6 separate regions of the Mus musculus genome follow, and regions 1, 2, 4, 5 and 6 are each linked to region 3. Evidence: chromatin contacts called from public HiChIP or PLAC-seq data. All regions are on one chromosome and are shown on one strand. The core of a region is the stretch at or near the end of the contact, and the rest is flanking DNA. Distances in the headings are between cores, read along the strand shown. Region 1 holds the start of Zp3r (zona pellucida 3 receptor). Region 2 has its middle 27 kb from the start of Fam72a. Region 3 holds the start of Mapkapk2 (MAP kinase-activated protein kinase 2). Region 4 holds the start of AA986860 (expressed sequence AA986860). Region 5 overlaps Gm28856 (predicted gene 28856). Region 6 overlaps Srgap2 (SLIT-ROBO Rho GTPase activating protein 2).

Region 1 (2,700 bases), core at 106-2,605, 470 kb before region 3:
TCTTAGGGGATTCCAGATCCTCTTGAATTGATGCATTAGTATTACCGTCAAACCCACCAAATAGCATGGCTTGGCCTAATCTACATTAAACATACTCAGAACACTTAGGCTACATTCAGACAAAGCCGTCTATAAAGCCTACCGTGTACTAAAATGCTAAAAATCATACACACACAAAGAGGGGGCATTCTGTAGACACTACGGGATGGACACCATAAAACTCACCATCCCAAACCCCACTGGTAGCACATTCCCTCCCAAACCATCAGTCAGTTCCCCTCCCGATGCCATGCTTGACTGGGAGCTGCAAGTTCCCACCACTGCTCAGTCTCATGGGAGGCTGCCGCACTGGGTATTGCTAATCCAAGAGAAGACCAAACTTCAAAAGTCAAAGTATGCTTTCTGTGACATGCACATCTGACAGTTCTGAAAATTATACATCAATCTGTCATCTTAGAGATCATCTATATTATAAACAATATAGATGCCAGCAGTTCGCGTAAGTCCGTTCTTTGGAGAAATGTGCATTCAAACAGATTCATTTTTAAATTCAATTTACCACCTTTTGTTGTTAACCTGTGAAAGTTATTTCTTTACCTTTCCTGTATTTATGGAGAAAGGCTGCCCCGCTAAAGTCACAGTAGCTCATTGTGTCCTTAAATGTCCTGTCTTCTAGCCTCTATTTCCCAAGTGCTGGAATTATAGGTGGCAGACACCAGGCCCAGTTTCCCATTCATCCTTAACAGGATCTCACTAGGCACACGAGTATTTTTTATTTAATTCTAATGTAGTCCAACTTTTCTCTTTTTCTTGTTGCTGCCTACTCAAGACCTAAAGATTCACTCCTGTGGCTTCTCATAGAAGCTTTATGGTCTGGCTTTTACATATAGATCCAAAGTCTTTTTTGTTGTTGTTGTTTTGTTTTGTTTTTTAGCAAGGGCACAATGCCAATTCTAGAAAAGTAAGGGACAGAAGATACAATGAAGACTTTCTGTGTGGCTAGCTCCAGTCTCCCCTGTGCTGTGAGTTTCCTGTGTCCCACTCTCCAGCCCTTTTGCCTCATTGGGTAGCTAGTATCATTTGCCATTTTCACTCTCATACAGGGAGTAGATAAACCAACACATTTGCCTTCAGAATCAGAAAAAAATGGTAGCACTCATTTCTAATCTACTAGGCACCTTCTTTCCTTGTTGGTCATTACCTTTTCCCTAATTTTGTACTCATCAAGGTGATAAACCTCTAGCCTTTTCCCTGAGGTAGTCTGAGTGTTTAGGAAATGACTGACCTGTAGGTATCTGAATAAGACGTAGGAAGACTCTAGTGTTGCCTTGGGTTTTTCGCCCCTCTCAGAATGAAGTATCTTTGGTTACTGACATTCTTTGCCCCTCCCTGGAACAGAATTACCACAACATTCTTTCCTTTCAGGCAAATGTTCTGATCAAAATCTGAAGTTCCAGTGGTGTGGTTGGTTGTTGGTAGAGCAAGTGGGGATGAGTTCAGATAGGAATGGAGTCAGTCATAGTTCTTGTATAGGATTAACTGCAGATCCTTACTCTCAGCCTACCTTCAAATGTGATAACATATACTAGTGTTTGGTTTTGTCCTGCCTGCCTGTGAGGCAACTGGGAGGATGTTTCTACTGCTGTAACCACAGTCTTCTCACTTGTGGATTCTGCAGATGCCAGTGGTTGGCTGGTAGATTGTGTAGGTAGAGACAAAGTGGTTTTATCTGTACTGAACATGTACAAACTATCTTCTACATTATTTCCTAAGCAACACCATGTAAAAAGAATTTTCATAGTATTTACATCTTGTATATATTATAATTACTATAGAAATTATATAGAATAAACACAAGGAAGTGTGATAGTAATCCATAAACACTGTTGGATGAGGACGGAAAAAAAAAAAAACCAACTCAGCTCTGTCTTCAAAGGCAGTAAGAGATCATTTATTCTAGAGCCAAATATTAGTGACCATGACCAAGGAACACAGGATCAGCTTTTACCAACCTCATGTTTCAGTGTGACCATGGTTTCATGAAAATTTTATAGCCACAGAAACAAGGAAGTCATAAACAAACACTTTTCAAATTTTTGCTACAAATACAGTGGGTTACAGCAAAGCAGGAAACTGCTGCTGTGGCCCTCAGATGATATCCGAGGACATTCTTGTCTTCTAGGTTGATGCAATCCAGTGATCTGTTAAGTTAATATACCCCAAAAGGTTTCACACAACAATTACAAGGATGTTAGATGAAATATAAAAGTGGGCAAGGGATCGTTATGCAGGAAGCTAAAGATACGCCTTGCTCCAGATTGTCACCAGTCTCTGGACCTGCAGTGTCCCAACCTCTCTGTGATCACTGCCGTTCTCACCAGACTCCATGGATTGTTTAATGTCTTTCCAGGAACTTTAGTCACATGGTCCATTAGAATCTACTAAATTTAAACCAAATCCTAATCTACTGATGTAGGCTTAGATTTTTCAAACCCTAAATACTTTTATCTCTCTTATAGCCCACTACACACCAGGAAAGGTTAATAGGACAAGGCAGGATGTGGACCTGTTTAGAAATAAGTTTTGGGGCAATTCCAGATTTTATTGTCAAGATATCAGCAGTTTAGGTCACACAAATCAGCAGTGGTAGCTTGATCCACTCATAAACACCATTTATGAATCAACAATGGCAATTCAATC
Region 2 (2,700 bases), core at 91-2,590, 460 kb after region 3:
TGTGTAACAAGAAACTAATGACTTTGCTATAATCAAATGTTCAACTATCTACAGTGTCTTTTTACAAAGGGGATATCCATGGTTTACAGGCACATTGTATTGAAAAGAAAACTGCAAGAGCAATTTTATACAATTACCATTCTCGAGAAACTGAATCATTACAATAGTAATTACAAGTTGAAAATGGTTTTTACTATAACATCGTTGATCCTCCGATCTGAGACCTTTGGCAATGGTGGGGACTGGGATCCCATTGTGCAATGGTTGCACAGGCTGCACTGCAGGGATGCTCTAGTGACTCTGTCTTGTTCTCCTTGTAGTCGAAGGGAGGGATATTCCCTCCTACTCAGACCCTTCCCAGCACAACACCACTATTAACTTCTGTTCTCAGAGACTTCCCAATGTTGTGTAATAAGCAAAGTTGTTCATTGAAAATATCTGGTGTGGGAATAGAAGGCAGTGGAGACATTTGTCGTTGTATCAAAAGCAAAACATGACACAGCTAAGCTTTGAGATAAAATGTCATCTTACCAGGAAAACAAAATGACACGAATTCCATGTTCACTATGGACTGACATTTTTATAGCCTTCGTTAGATTATCCTGACTTAATTTTTGTAGGTATAGAAAAGAAACTGAGGGACCATAGCAAGTAAGAGAGAGAAGCCAGGCCTATGATCTATCTTTATAAGAAAACGTACATTCTATAAATTTCACCCATTTCAAATGTAGAACTCAATGATTCTTAGCATACTTAGAGAATTTTACAACCCCTAACATAGTCAAATTTCAGGATCTTTCCATCCTGTCAAGAAAGTAGGTCTTCATTAGAAGCTCTGCCACAGTTACCACCTCCCCATGCCCTGGACAACCACTAATCTCTTTCTGTCTCTAGATTTGCCTCTTCTGAACTTTTCTTCCAGTGGCACCATGCATTTTGTAGTCTCCTGCGACAACCTCCTTTGACTTAGCATTCTGTTGTTTCTCTTTATTGTCTGCAGTCTCCTAAAAATCAGTCCTTCCTCCAGCTCCGCTTGCCCAGAGCCCCTTTCCTGCTGAGCCAGCTTCATCCTGTGACCTGAGCAAAGCTGGGGAGGGGCCACTCAGAGCCTGGGACCATTGCTTTCTCCTGGAAGGACAAGGCTCTGCAGATGGCAGACAGTGAATGACATCAGGCTCTGCAGTGACTGGAGCTCGTGGCACCAGCTCTTCATTGTTCTATTTTTATTCTCGTGTTAAGATTTTTCAGAGGGAAGGCTTTACTCAAAAACTGCTTCTCTCTCTAGCTGCTCCTACAACCCCAGGCTGGACTCTGCTGCCACCTGCTGTCCTTTAGCCAGACACTGAACAGGAATAGAGAAGGCTTTGTTCCCGGTGATACAGTTACGTATTGAGTTCTATTCTTGTGCGTGCGTGCGTGCGTGCGTGCGTGCGTGCGTGCGTCTGTCTGTCTGTCTGTCTGTCTGCCTGCCTGCCTGCCTCTGTCTGTCTGTGTGTCTCTCTATATATACATAACATATATATGTATACATATGCCTCTGTTTCTCTATATATACATATATATATTTATATATACATATATAATATATGTCTGTGTGTAAGTCTGTCTCTCCCTGTGTCTGTGTTTATCTCTGTGTGTCTGTGTATGTGTCTGTGTGTAGGTCTGTCTGTCTCTATTTGTCTCTTTCTGTCTCTGTCTGTGTGTCTGTCTCTGTGTGTGTCTCTGTATGTGTTTGTGTGTAGGTCTGTCTCTGTCTCTCTCTGTATCTCTGTCTGTCTCTCTGTGTGTCTGTCTCTCTGTATGTCTGTGTATGTGTTTGTGTGTAGGTCTGTCTCTCTTTGTCTCTCTCTGTGTCTCTGTCTCTCTCACACACACACACAAAGTTTCAATACATGTATATAGTGATATCTTTCTATGAAAAATTAGTTGTGGTGGTTTGAATAGCTATGGCCCCATAGACTCATGTGTTTGAGTGCTTGACCTGTCTTTGGGTTTCCATTTCTGTGAAGACACCATGACCATGGCAACTCTTATAAAGGACAACATTTAATTGGTACTGACTTATGGGTTCTGATATTCAGTCCATAATCGTCATAGCAGGAAGCACAGCAGCATCCAGGCAGACATGATGCTGGAGTAACTGAGAGTTCTATATCTTCATCCATAGGAAGCCAGGAGCAGACTGTCTTCTAAGCAGCTAGGATGAGAATCTCAAAACCCACCCCAACAAGGACGCTCTTACTCCAGCAAAGCAATATCTCCAAATAGTGCCACTCCCTGGGTCAAACATATTCAAACCACTACAAGCCATTAGAAAATGTGGCCTTGGAGGAATTGTGTCACTGTGGAGGCAGGCTTTGAAGTCTCCTATGCTCAAGCTGTACCCAGCATGGTACAGTCTCCTTCTGCTGCCTGTGGATTCTAAGGGGTCTCATAGATGTGGAAGGTGGTAGTGTAGCAGTAGATCTACCTAATCTAGGCGCACAGAATGTATTCATATTAATTGAGTCGTGTTTTCATTGCCAGGGCATATTAGGGATGGAGAGAATTACTGCAACAATTACTACAAGATATAGCACTCTCAGCTGCTCCAGCACCAAGTCGGCCTGCACACTGACATGTTTCCCTCCGCATCTCTCCTCTGAGTCATGGAGATTCCTTTCTCCTCCCCCCTGCATCCTAGCCTGTGCAACTCTAAGG
Region 3 (2,700 bases), core at 150-2,649:
GCAAAATATAACACAGGAAGTACTTTGCTCCTCCAATCATTGAGACACCCCAGGAGAAAGAAACCTGACAAGTGACCTTTAGAGATATGGTGTAACCTGAAACCCTTGAGAGAAGAAAACTTTGCAGTGACCCTGAATGACAGCCTTCCCTGCTTCACTTGGACCTTTTGAAATCCCCATTCTCCACTACCACCGACAGAAGCAGAGACGGGTAGACCCACAGAGATTAAGAGTGGGTTTCCCAAATGCAGGAATAGTATTTCCTGCCTTTGAGTCTCCGGCTACCAGGGACCAGTGTACCAGCACTAGGCCAAGCCTGGCTTACAGACAAGGTTTCCTACGGTGGAGGGAGCAATGGAAACAGCCCGGCGCAAGCCTAAGGGGCAGCGCAGGCCAGGCGCTGGCGGTTCCAGACGATCGCGGGGCACGGAGGCGGGGTCCCCAGTCTCCAGTGCCGCGCCGCTCCGCGCCGACGCGCCCCACCGCTGCGCGCCGACCTCGCGAGGCCGAGGAGAGCGAAGTCACATTCCGGCTCCCAAATAAGGAGTAGGGTTAAGGAAACCTCAGAGAGCGAACTTCTCCAAACCGACCGACCAACCAGCTCAATGAGTAAAGGGCCTTTTGTGCCCGCAGAAAGGAAGGAGGGAGGGAGGACGAGGCCACCGTGTCCTCGGCGCCGGGTAAAGCGAGCAGAGGCCGTCCGGGTCCCAAGAGTGGCCACCAGGCTGGATCCCACTCACACCCCAACATGGCAGTCCCCGTGAGTCCTCTCGGGTGCCGGCCACTCGCGGGGTGACCGGAAGCTGCACCGGATCTCAGCGCGATCCCGGGCGGCCCAGACTTACCTTTAGGGCGAATTTTTGCTGGGTTCTCTTGTCGAAGATCCGCAGCACCTTCCCGTTGATGCCCAGGCCAAGCACTTGGCTGGTGACCTTGTAGTCGTCGGTGATGGCGTTCTTTCGGATCTGCAGGCCCGACTTGACGTGGAACTGGGGGAACGGCGGCGGCGGCTGGGCCGGGGCTGGCGGTGGAGGGCTGGGGAAAGGCGCCGGCGGAGTCTGGCCCGGAGAGCCCGACAGCATGGTGCCCGGCGACTCGCGCGCAGAGGCAGGGGCCGCGGCCGCCCCCTCCTCCGGCTCGGGCCCGGGTCCCCGCCACGCCCCGCCCGGCGGCGAAGTTTGCTCCGGGCTGGAGCCGGCTGCCCCGCCCCGGCCCGGCTCCAGGCTCGGCTGGTCGCGGGGCCCCGTGGGTCCCGCTGTGCGCCGCGGGCGCCCACCAGCCCTGCTCCCTCCCCCCGGAGACGTGCGCTCCGGGGAACGCGGGACGGCAGGGCCCGGCCGGAGGAATCGCCGCGCCGAGAAGTACCAGCCCGGGGGCGGCGGCCGCGTCACAGGCTGCTCGGCGTCCTGGGCTAGTCCTTAAAGGGGAGGATCGAGGGTGGGGCTTGACTGGGAGGCGTGGACATGGGGGAGGGGTGGGCCTTAAAGGGGAGGAAGTCCAGTGGCGGGAGAGCTTAGGGACTGCGAGCAAGCGGGCTTGTGGAGGGCATCGAGACATCCTAGTTCTTAACCCGGGCCGGGCAGAGGGGAAAGGGAGGAGGGCAAAAGAAAAGCTGCTGGATAGTTCAAACAAAACCCTCACTCCTCCAGCTGCTTGGATCTAGAAGACAGGTCATCGGAGAATTGGAGGAGATGTATTTTGAAAGAAACGGATAATTGATAAGAATCTTTCTACGTGGACTCTGTGGGTGGGGGGTGAGGGGTACCCGAGCAGAGCGAGAATCCGGGGGCCAGGACTGGGGGAATAAGAGAGACTATTCATCCTAGGATCAGGTGTCAGGCAATAGTAACAATTTCCTTAACATACTTGTGAGTTTTACTTTTTTTTTCTCTCATGGACTTACTGGTTTTCACTGAGAAGAATGTACTACTGTGATACCACGAACAATTTAATTATTATGAATTCGAACATATTTTTATATAAACCCAAAATGACCCAAGATGGAATGGGGCACTCTAGCCACCTGTTATCCCGGCTATATGCAGGAGACTGAAGCAGGAGGATAACAAGTCACAGGGCCAGCCTGAACAACAAAGACAGACTCTGTCTTAAAATACCCACAAACTTCATGTCTCTCTGGGAGGTACACTTATACATTTGTGTTCTTAATTCATTGCGATTATAGAGCAAGGGGAAGGGCTGGGAAATGGTTCTAGAGTTGGGGAAATGGTCCCTGCGGCCATAGCCAATAAGTAGTCCTGAAGCAACCTAGTTCTAGTACAAATCTCTGGGCCTAACTGGCCTGTAGCACTGCTGAGATCCACAAGGGTTTGACTGTTACAGCAGTTAAGAAATGAGACAAAGGAACAAGATAGATACAAAGCTCTGGTTTACTTACTAATACAGACAAATTAAAGATGAGACCTGACCCATGGTCACACAAAGTCTTTAATATGTCCCAACAAAACTCTGGAGACGAGACAGTGCCCTGAGAAAAGGGCGTTGGAGACATAGCCCAGGATGGCAAGACTCATTTGCTGTTCCCTGTTTAGATTTCCGGAAGATACTTGTTCCAAGGAAGACAGAGATGAACAGGTGGAGGACTGTAGGCCCCCTCTTGAGATCCAACTCACTATGGATCAAGGAGACAAGCGCTTTTTCAGTGCTCAATACTTCTCGCTCATCCCTGTGGTGATAATT
Region 4 (2,700 bases), core at 154-2,653, 370 kb before region 3:
TAAATTCCAGCAGGACGATTCCGTGGATGGGACCCTGGATGACCGAGTAAAAAGGAGGAAGTAAGTCGGCCACTGGCCATCTCTGCTTCTTGACTAGGCATACAGTGTGACCAGCTGGCCGGAGCATCTACCACCAGGACCTCCCAGCACGGTGTGCCATTGAACTGAAACCCAAACAAGTCCTTCCTCCTTTACATTGCTTTCACCAGAGCATCCAGTCACAGAATCGGGAACAGTAACTGTGAAGCAAGCTGGGAGTGGACAATCTGGATTAAAATATCTGCTCTACTACTACTTGGGAAATATCAGGCATGTCATTTAACCTCCTGGTGAGGTGTGGGCTGTAAGAATTGGGCAATGCTTCTAAGTTGGAGCAAAAGTTAAATAAGACATAGAAATGCTTAAGGTAATAGCCAGCATACAGCAGGGGCTTAAACTGAGTGGTTCGTGCATGAGGTATTTTGGTTTGGTTTTTCTAATTTTTCTTTTCTTTTTGCTGCTGGCAAGTGATACACCTTTAAAAGTTGAAGGTTACTGGGGATGGCCTATATTCAGCCTATATTCAGGGAAATAGCAGAACTGCTGTCTGGCAAGTGGCCTCTGTACCTGGAGGTGATTTCTTCCAGGAAGCAGGAGGCTCCCTGACCTACTCTTTTCCATAAGCATGCCAGACATTTCCCCTCAAAAGAAGTACTTGCTAGACTGGTTGGCAGCTGACTTTATTTTTGTTTAATATCTATTGCCACCTTCTCGAAGCAGCCAAAAGGGACCAGAGACCCAAATGACAGAGTTCAAGTGCTATATCTCCTTTTTGGCTGATCAAGCTTTTTTTTTTTTTTTTAAATCCGGAAAATACCTCCTATAGGAGAGAGAGAGAGAGAGAGAGAGAGAGAGAGAGAGAGAGAGAGATTAGTTTTATTTCCCCAGAAACAAAAAAGCCAGGACAGTTGTCAGCAAGCTCTGGGGACTGGGTGACTCAGCTACATCCCTAACCTTGAGACCCTTGAAACCTCTTCTGGATATGAAACTGTCAATGACTGAGCAGTTAGAAAAGCTGGTTACAAAATTAGGCACCAGAATGGCAGGCAGTCTGGAGAATACTTTCAGCTTCAAGTGGAGGAAGGCTTGTCTAAACAACAAATCCGGTTCTCAGTGGGCCCATAGAGCGCAGCAGACTGATGCGTTCCTTTCAAGACGGAAAGTCGAGTCCCATTGATCTGCCTCCACCCTGCCAAACTCTCTTTACTCTCCTTCCACTCAGCTCAAACCAGCTCCAGCCTTCTACCACGCCTACCCTTTCTTTGTAGCAGTTCATTGGCTCTCTAAGTAAAGAGGGGGTGGGGTGGGGAGGCGGGGGCAGGAGGTGATTGACCAAGACAGAGAAGCACCTCCTGGCTGATTCCCCTCCTGAGTCCTCCCTGACTGAACAGCTGGAATGAGGAGTAGGGAGGGAAGCTAGGATTGGCTTAGAGTCAGTAGCAGGGTGTGTCCATGCAGCGCGGGTGAAGCTTTTACCTGTCTAGGTAAGTCAGGAGGAGGTCAAAGGAAGAAACCAGTAGGAGACACGGCCTGAGAGGCAAGCGGTCTCCATCTCTGCCCTCTGGAATAGAAGGGCATTACGTTCTTGTCTTCAGACCCCAACCCAGAGAAGGTGAGTCAATCACTAACCAACTATTGCTTATTCTGCAGCAAGGGAAAAGCTTTTAAGGGAAGGCAAAGCTATATATAGGGCTGTGCTGGGGAGTGCTGTAAGAGTGTCTGACCCTTTACACCGGACCTGGGGTTTTCAATCTCTGTTGATCAAATCTCTCCGTTAGCCTGAGATTTTCCAGAATTGGAATATTTTTATGGAGGACCGGGGGACATCTCTTCCGTTTCTTTATTTAACTTACATAATCATATTGAACAAACAGAAGCCAGACCCAGGCATGGTGGTATCCACCCATAATCATAGTACTCTGAAGATGGAGGATGGAAAGTTTGAAGCCAGGCTGCTGGGAAATACAGCAAGTTCCAGGCTAGCCTATCCTACCTGGAAAGACCTGACTCAAAAAAAAAAAAAAAAAAAAAAAAAAAACCAACAACAAAATCCACCTTTTCCTAGAATTTGGAAATTTCCATCTCTAGAGCACTAAGATGAAGTAGTGATTTTGAAAGGGATGGAGTGACTGGATAATTGGAGCACAGGGAGTCAAATGGAGGGGAGGGTCATGTGAGTGAGCCAGGTACCTTAGTTTTCCATTCCATTTGTAAAAGGAAATTCTCCATGGCTCAGTGTCTATCTTTATTTAAATAAGGGGTGCAGTGTGTGTGTTAGTTGATAATGGCGCACTCTGTGCAGATATGTAAAGTCTGAACCGAGCTAGATTATTTGCAAGGAGAATTGAGGCTTGGAAATATGGAGGAAACTCCAACTCCAGCTAGCATTTTATCTTTGGAAAACCCACAAATATTCTAACTCCGATCAAATTTACTCAGGGTCTACTAGCTAGTTAAATCTCTGATTTTACCTGTTGATCGATGTAGACCAAAAAAAAAAAAAAAGTTACTTGGCCATGCTGGGCCTCACCCACATTTTATTTCATCTCAACATACCAAACCTAGCCAGACTTCCAACTGGGGCTCAGGTCAGAGTGATGCGGCAGAGTCCATAGGAGTAGAGGCTTGGGTGGGGCTTATGCTTCGTGTTTCTTCAGATGT
Region 5 (2,700 bases), core at 43-2,542, 330 kb before region 3:
AGAAAGGAGAGAGAGAAAGAGAAAGAAAGAAAAAAGAAAGGAGAGAGAAAGGAAGGAAGGAAGGAAGAAGAAAGAGAAAGAAAGAAAGAAAGAAAGAAAGAAAGAAAGAAAGAAAGAACGAGAGAGAGAAAGAAAGGAGAAAGAGGAAGAAGAAGGAAGGAGAGGAAGACAATGAAGAAACTCTGGCCCTGAAATGCCAAACTCTAGCATGAAGTATGTAGAAATTAAACAAATTAATTAAGAATCTATATAAAGATACAGCATGTTAGACACAAAGAGGTACCTGGTAAGTCTTTGCTGAATCTGAGTCCTAGATCCTTAACAGAACCCCTAAGTCACATATACACAGCAGTAGGGATGTTGCAGTGAGTAGAATGACAGTGAGCTTTGGTCTTCAAGGAGCCTTCGTTATATAGAACTATAGGCTTGACATCAAGTAAATAGCAGCTGCTTCTTACACTTGTGACAAATCAGTAAAGGTATATTGTAGAACACCTGGAGCACACATAAGGACCTAATGTGGGATGCAGAGTGTGGGTAGAGAGCTGTGAAAAAGACACGGGAACCATACATCCTACACAGGGACTGGAATAATACAAGTGGAAACAAAGAGTAGAAAGGGCCTGGAGGTAGGAGAGCTCTCCTAGGCAGTGAGAACAGCAGGCACACAGGTCTGAGGCAAGGCAACACAGGGTCCTTGCCAAGAACTTCAACTTGGCTTGCCTAACAATCAGGAGATGGAACAAAGTAAGGCCACTGTGGGCCTTGTTGGTCCTGCCTAGAATTTGGATATGATACACAGTGGGAGCCTACAGCCGGAGAAGTGACATGCAGGTGTGCTGTCTCAGAAGCTTAATTTGGCTGCTGGGTTATCTATATATGAAAGAGCAAGGGCAGATTCAAGAGAAGAGAACGGAGCTAAAGAAAACAGATGTCTGAGACATGCCCAGTAAAGGCTGTGCAGTATCCTTGGTCACTTGTCTGAGAGGTGGTATCAGGGACCTGTTCCTAGAGCAGCGGAGGCAGCCTCTAGGCCTGAGCCCAAATTCTTCTGGCACACGCAGGGCCACCCCACTGCCTCCTGTCTGACCCACTAGCTTCCTTCTGGTGGGACAGCTACTTAGAGTGAGGTAGAAAATGTAATGCCCACCCCTTTGAAGTATAGGCTAAGCCACAAACTGGTTGAACCTGTCCAGAGGTTGTTCTGAGGCAAAGACCCATCCTACCCAGCTCAAAGTGGCCTCACCACATTCCTGAGCCCACACTCACCCTCAGGAGGTGAGCGCCCATCTCCACCCTCTCTGCCCAGACAGTTGGCACCAGCCTAGCCTCCACTTACATAACCCAGTCCCGGGTATGGCTCCATTTCCCTGTCAGGGCTGGGCAGCTTCTGAAGGAGCGGTTAATAGGTAGGTCTCAGTTCCAGATGTGAAAATAAAAACCAGTTTCCAGTTCTACTGGTCCATACATCAGGACTCGTGAGCACATCCACACCACAGACACCCAGAATCAGATGAGGAACTGAAGTGGCCCTTTGCTGGGGTGAAGGGACTTTACTGTAGGCAAGACACACAGCCTCTCTGTCTGTTTTCTTTAACTGTGAGATGGGGAGATGACCAGCCCTGACATGGACATTTCATAAGAGAGAAGGAAGATGGAAGTGACCTTAAGTGCCTCAACAATAATTTCTGCCTCATGCTGTGTGATTCATTCATTTATTGGCATCAAAGCACTGAGGACTCACTCCTTGGCCAGAGCTCACAGAATAGTGCACATAGCTCCCCCCTGATAATGTATCCTCCTGTCCCCAACCCTAAGGCAGTCAGGGACAGGCAGAAGCTTGACTCTTAGTTGTGCTGCTTACATTAGGGACATTGCATGCTGGGATGGGGGAGCACCACCCTCCTTCAGCTGAGACATGATTACTCTAAAGCTCCACGTGACCGGAGCAGCAGGTATTTCTGAGGGATATGGGAGGACATAACCATCACCCAGGAAATGGCAGTTGCAACAGCCCAAAACTGGATTAAAACCAACGTCTAAAATTAAGATTCTTGGAAAGATTTGGTGCCCAGAAACCAGACAAACAAACAAACAAACAAACAAATAAGCAAGCAAGCCAAGGCGAGCTGGAGGACTGAGTAGTTACATGTACCCTTCGACTGCTGTGTTTTGTTTTTCATATTGTTTTGTTTTGTTCTTGGAGGGTGTCCTATTTACTATTATAGCATTACCATTGTCTGTGTCTGTGATGTGTGAATGGTATGCACATACACACACTCCTGCCAAGGCATGTTTATAGAGGCCAGAGGACAATTTTCAGGAAACTATTCTCTCTTCACACCTTATTTGTGCTGTGGTATATAGTCCAGGCTGGCTGGCCCATGAGCTTCTGACTATGTCTCTTGTTTCTGCCTCCGATCTCTGTATGAGAAAGCTAGCTTTACAGATGTGAGCCAATACACTCAGAAGGTTCCAGACAATGAACTCATGTCATCATGTCTGGGTGGCAAACACATTCACCTCCTGAGCCTTCTCCTTGACTCTGTTTTCTTTTGCTATTGTCATTGTTAGTATTGATTAACTGATTGATTGATTGATTGATTGGAGACAGAATCTTGAACTTCTGATCCTCCTGCCTCAGTCTTCAGAGTACTGGAATCATAGGATTCTTTCATCATCCTGGCTTCCATCAAGGTT
Region 6 (2,700 bases), core at 199-2,698, 380 kb after region 3:
TAAAATAGCAAAAAAAGTGGAACAGGAAGAATAATTAGGGAACTAATATACAGGCTTAGTTTTATTTCCAGAGCTGGGTTAATATCCTTTTACTTATGTGTAAATGAAATTGCCAATTAAAAACACTACTAGGAAAAAACAAAAAGAAAAAAAAGGAGAAAAGCAGGACTAAACTCTAAGATATTTTAACACAGAAAATAAGAATTGGTGAGGATTTAACTGCCTCACTATTTATGTTGTAAGTTGCCTTTACCTCAAAAGGATCAGGGAATTCGCCATGGGTTAAAAGAAGGTAAGTCAGAATCTAGCACAATTCCAGCCACCAAAACCATCAGACGACTTCTAATCCTGACAGCTCCTCTAGCTTCTCTATAAGAAAATCTATAGGAACCAAAACTCAGCTACTCAAGGATTGACTTCTCTCTATCAAAAGATTCCACAAGTGACTGAGACTCATATGTGAGAATCACCCAAAAAATAACCTTACAAAGTCAGGAGATATAAAATAGATACCCAACCTAAACAAGAAACCGTCTACAGACAATCTCCTGGTTCCTAATTTTATGAGTTTTGTTTCACTAGGTATCTTTTTTTTTTCTTCAGACACACCAGAAGAGGGTCTCATAACACATGGTTGTGAGCCACCATGTGGTTGCTGGAATTTGAACTCAGGACCTTCGGAAGAGCAGTCAATGCTCTTAACCACTGAGCCATCTCTCTAGCCCTTTACTGAGTATCTTAAAGCATAGCCTTAAATCTTTCTGCTCTGTATTTTGGTTAGAAAAACTAAGTTAAAATGGGCTTTGTAATTAAAGCAAAATGAATCTTTCTAGGTGGCACAGCTACACTGGAACTTCACTTGTTTCAAAATATGTATCTGTCAAGTTCAGAACCTTTGCTTGGATAAAACTCATGTAGTAGAAGCATGGGTATAAAGATGATTGCAAGTATAATACGCTATAGAGAGAATTAGAGACGGTATCTCCTTCATGAATGATCAAAGTGTCTTCTAAATCAAATGAGGATACCCTGTATCACAAACCAGATAGCAAGTAGTTAAATAAACTTGTCTTTTTATTAATCTCACTCCAATTACACTTTGGTCAATTTAAAAGCACACTCCTACCAATGTTTGCTTTTTTTTTTTTTCCTTTTTAAACAGTCTGTGCTCACATCATCATTTAAAACAAAAGACCTTACATGCTTACAAAAAGAATGGAGATGGGCCAGCTTCAGGACACATGCTACTTGGGGAGGAATGACTGTCTCTAAGAAATAGCTCTATACCTCTCTGACAACCCCACAATAAGCTAGCTATACACAAATGCCTGAAATAATGAAGTTTATCAAGAAAATGAACAGTTGGCAAAATCAAGGCTTCTAGTCCAAAGGACTAGGCTTGCAGCTGGTTTGGCCAGTCATCAAAAAATCTGAATTTAAATGGCAGACACATTCACTGTGGCCTGTAACAAAACAACTGGGGTGTCAAAGGCTCATTTCCTTTACACCCTATACATCTCCTGCCAATAAAAAGAGGAAGCATGTTTTGGTGTTCATAGCACATCTTGGGTAGTTTCTATTCTCATCAGTCAGTCTCTGGGATTTTCCACATATTACTGAGTCATTACCCATCTATACTGACCTATAATGTGCAGAGAAAGGCTCCTGTTTAGAGTCTGGAGAAAAAAATGTCAATCTCAAAGTTCAAGAACTCCCACCGCTAGGGAAACAAATGTAAGAAAGACTATGAACGCAGATGTGAGAAGCCTACTTTCAGACTGACCCTCAGCCAGCTTAATGACTTTGGACAGTTCACTTATCTTCTCACATAGACAGCAAGGCAGAAAATGATCAAATGGTCTCTCAGTTCCTTTCTAATCCATCCTTTGACTTTTGATTAATAAATGATACTCCTAAAGCTAAAACTGGGACTTAAGTTAATAAATACCTTTTACATTAAGAAAATTCCTATTCTAAACAAATAGAGCTGTATTGTCCATACCGTCTCCAAACGCTATACTGCAACACTGGTCCAAGAGACTCCTTCTACAGAGGATACTGAATCAGTAATAGGCTGATGTATTCAATCAACAAATACCTACCAAGCACTTTGTAAGCATTAAAGACAGAGCAGAACAAAATCCTTTTCCCACAGGAACATTAGAGGACAGTGGGGAGTGGGGGAAAGTGATTTGAAATTAATCGAACAGAAAACAACAGGTCAGGGCTGGAGAGATGACTCAGCTGTTAAGAGCACTGACTACTCTTCCAGAGGTCCTTGAGTTCAATTCCCAGCAACCACATGGTGGCTCACAACCATCTGTAGTGGGATCCGATGTCCTCTTCTGGTGTGTACAGTGTACTCATATACATAAATAAATCTTAAAAAAAAAAAAACTAACTCTGATTTCCATTTAAAAAAAAAGAAAAAGAAAATACCAAGTCAGGGTACATTTTCTAGAGAACTGTCACAAAGGCTATTTAATAAGGTAACTTTCAAGTAGAGATTCAAGACAGCAGAGAAATGAACTATGAAAATGCTAGTGTGCTAGGAAGAAGAAGCTTCAGAGTCTCAAGGCAGGACTCTGCTAAGCATGCTTGGCAGATTAAGGGAAGCAACAGGAGTCCAGTGTTATGCAGCAGAGCACAAGGTGAAGAGTAAGAGAAAGCATGGTTGCGGAGGAAGAAGAGGAAGAATCT

What was found. HiChIP or PLAC-seq counts read pairs in DNA pulled down with a chosen protein or histone mark.
Region 1: a contact with region 3 is called in an H3K4me3 HiChIP or PLAC-seq map of pro-B cells, with 3 times the contacts expected there. The contact joins the promoter of Zp3r here to the promoter of Mapkapk2 in region 3. A contact is called at or near these places in 1 of 39 promoter capture datasets (embryonic stem cells), 5 of 115 datasets of contacts at active chromatin or transcription factors (the SCID.adh cell line, embryonic stem cells, large pre-B cells and 2 more) and 1 of 9 other capture datasets (pancreatic islet).
Region 2: a contact with region 3 is called in an H3K27ac HiChIP or PLAC-seq map of T-cell acute lymphoblastic leukemia, with 3 times the contacts expected there. The contact joins the enhancer-like site here to the promoter of Mapkapk2 in region 3. A contact is called at or near these places in 9 of 39 promoter capture datasets (the 3T3-L1 cell line, the HPC-7 cell line, HPC-7-derived erythroid cells and 6 more), 1 of 15 datasets of contacts at CTCF or cohesin (the NIH/3T3 cell line), 3 of 484 Hi-C or Micro-C datasets (the G1E-ER4 cell line, embryonic stem cells and female germline stem cells), 14 of 115 datasets of contacts at active chromatin or transcription factors (the SCID.adh cell line, T-cell acute lymphoblastic leukemia, acute myeloid leukemia and 9 more) and 1 of 9 other capture datasets (liver).
Region 4: a contact with region 3 is called in an H3K4me3 HiChIP or PLAC-seq map of embryonic stem cells, with 15 read pairs. The contact joins the promoter of AA986860 here to the promoter of Mapkapk2 in region 3. A contact is called at or near these places in 10 of 39 promoter capture datasets (the 3T3-L1 cell line, 3T3-L1-derived adipocytes, the HPC-7 cell line and 5 more), 9 of 115 datasets of contacts at active chromatin or transcription factors (astrocytes, embryonic stem cells, extraembryonic endoderm stem cells and 4 more) and 1 of 9 other capture datasets (pancreatic islet).
Region 5: a contact with region 3 is called in a FOXA1 HiChIP or PLAC-seq map of pancreatic cancer cells. The contact joins the enhancer-like site here to the promoter of Mapkapk2 in region 3. A contact is called at or near these places in 3 of 39 promoter capture datasets (embryonic stem cells, liver and pre-B cells) and 6 of 115 datasets of contacts at active chromatin or transcription factors (differentiating embryonic stem cells, embryonic stem cells, extraembryonic endoderm stem cells and 3 more).
Region 6: an H3K27ac HiChIP or PLAC-seq map of microglia shows a contact between it and region 3, with 4 times the contacts expected there. The contact joins the enhancer-like site here to the promoter of Mapkapk2 in region 3. A contact is called at or near these places in 1 of 39 promoter capture datasets (the C10 cell line), 4 of 115 datasets of contacts at active chromatin or transcription factors (bone marrow-derived macrophages, microglia, pancreatic cancer cells and 1 more) and 1 of 9 other capture datasets (liver).

What each region holds. Positions count from the first base shown.
Region 1 is chr1:130,628,251-130,630,950 of GRCm38.p6, forward strand. Zp3r (zona pellucida 3 receptor) reads right to left here and starts at 1,356. Exons shown (of 12, transcript NM_009581.2): 1 at 1,286-1,356.
Region 2 is chr1:131,554,006-131,556,705 of GRCm38.p6, forward strand. No RefSeq gene overlaps it. Among named protein-coding and RNA genes, the nearest start is that of Fam72a, 27 kb to the left of the region's middle. Within about 2 kb of position 1,341, at least 66 of the 459 cell types and tissues checked have an H3K27ac peak or open chromatin away from gene starts, as enhancers often do. A contact at or near this core is called in the SCID.adh cell line, T-cell acute lymphoblastic leukemia, bone marrow-derived macrophages and 4 more, where this site is marked.
Region 3 is chr1:131,096,444-131,099,143 of GRCm38.p6, forward strand. It overlaps Mapkapk2 (MAP kinase-activated protein kinase 2), which reads right to left and starts at 1,400. Exons shown (of 10, transcript NM_008551.2): 1 at 846-1,400. The coding sequence starts at 1,082.
Region 4 is chr1:130,730,573-130,733,272 of GRCm38.p6, forward strand. AA986860 (expressed sequence AA986860) reads left to right here and starts at 1,404. Exons shown (of 4, transcript NM_177604.3): 1 at 1,404-1,651.
Region 5 is chr1:130,769,434-130,772,133 of GRCm38.p6, forward strand. All of the region lies in intron 2 of Gm28856 (predicted gene 28856), which reads left to right. Among named protein-coding and RNA genes, the nearest start is that of Gm28856, 4.4 kb to the left of the region's middle. Within about 2 kb of position 1,293, at least 43 of the 459 cell types and tissues checked have an H3K27ac peak or open chromatin away from gene starts, as enhancers often do. A contact at or near this core is called in pancreatic cancer cells, where this site is marked.
Region 6 is chr1:131,472,408-131,475,107 of GRCm38.p6, forward strand. All of the region lies in intron 2 of Srgap2 (SLIT-ROBO Rho GTPase activating protein 2), which reads right to left. Among named protein-coding and RNA genes, the nearest start is that of Srgap2, 54 kb to the right of the region's middle. Within about 2 kb of position 1,449, at least 40 of the 459 cell types and tissues checked have an H3K27ac peak or open chromatin away from gene starts, as enhancers often do. A contact at or near this core is called in bone marrow-derived macrophages and microglia, where this site is marked.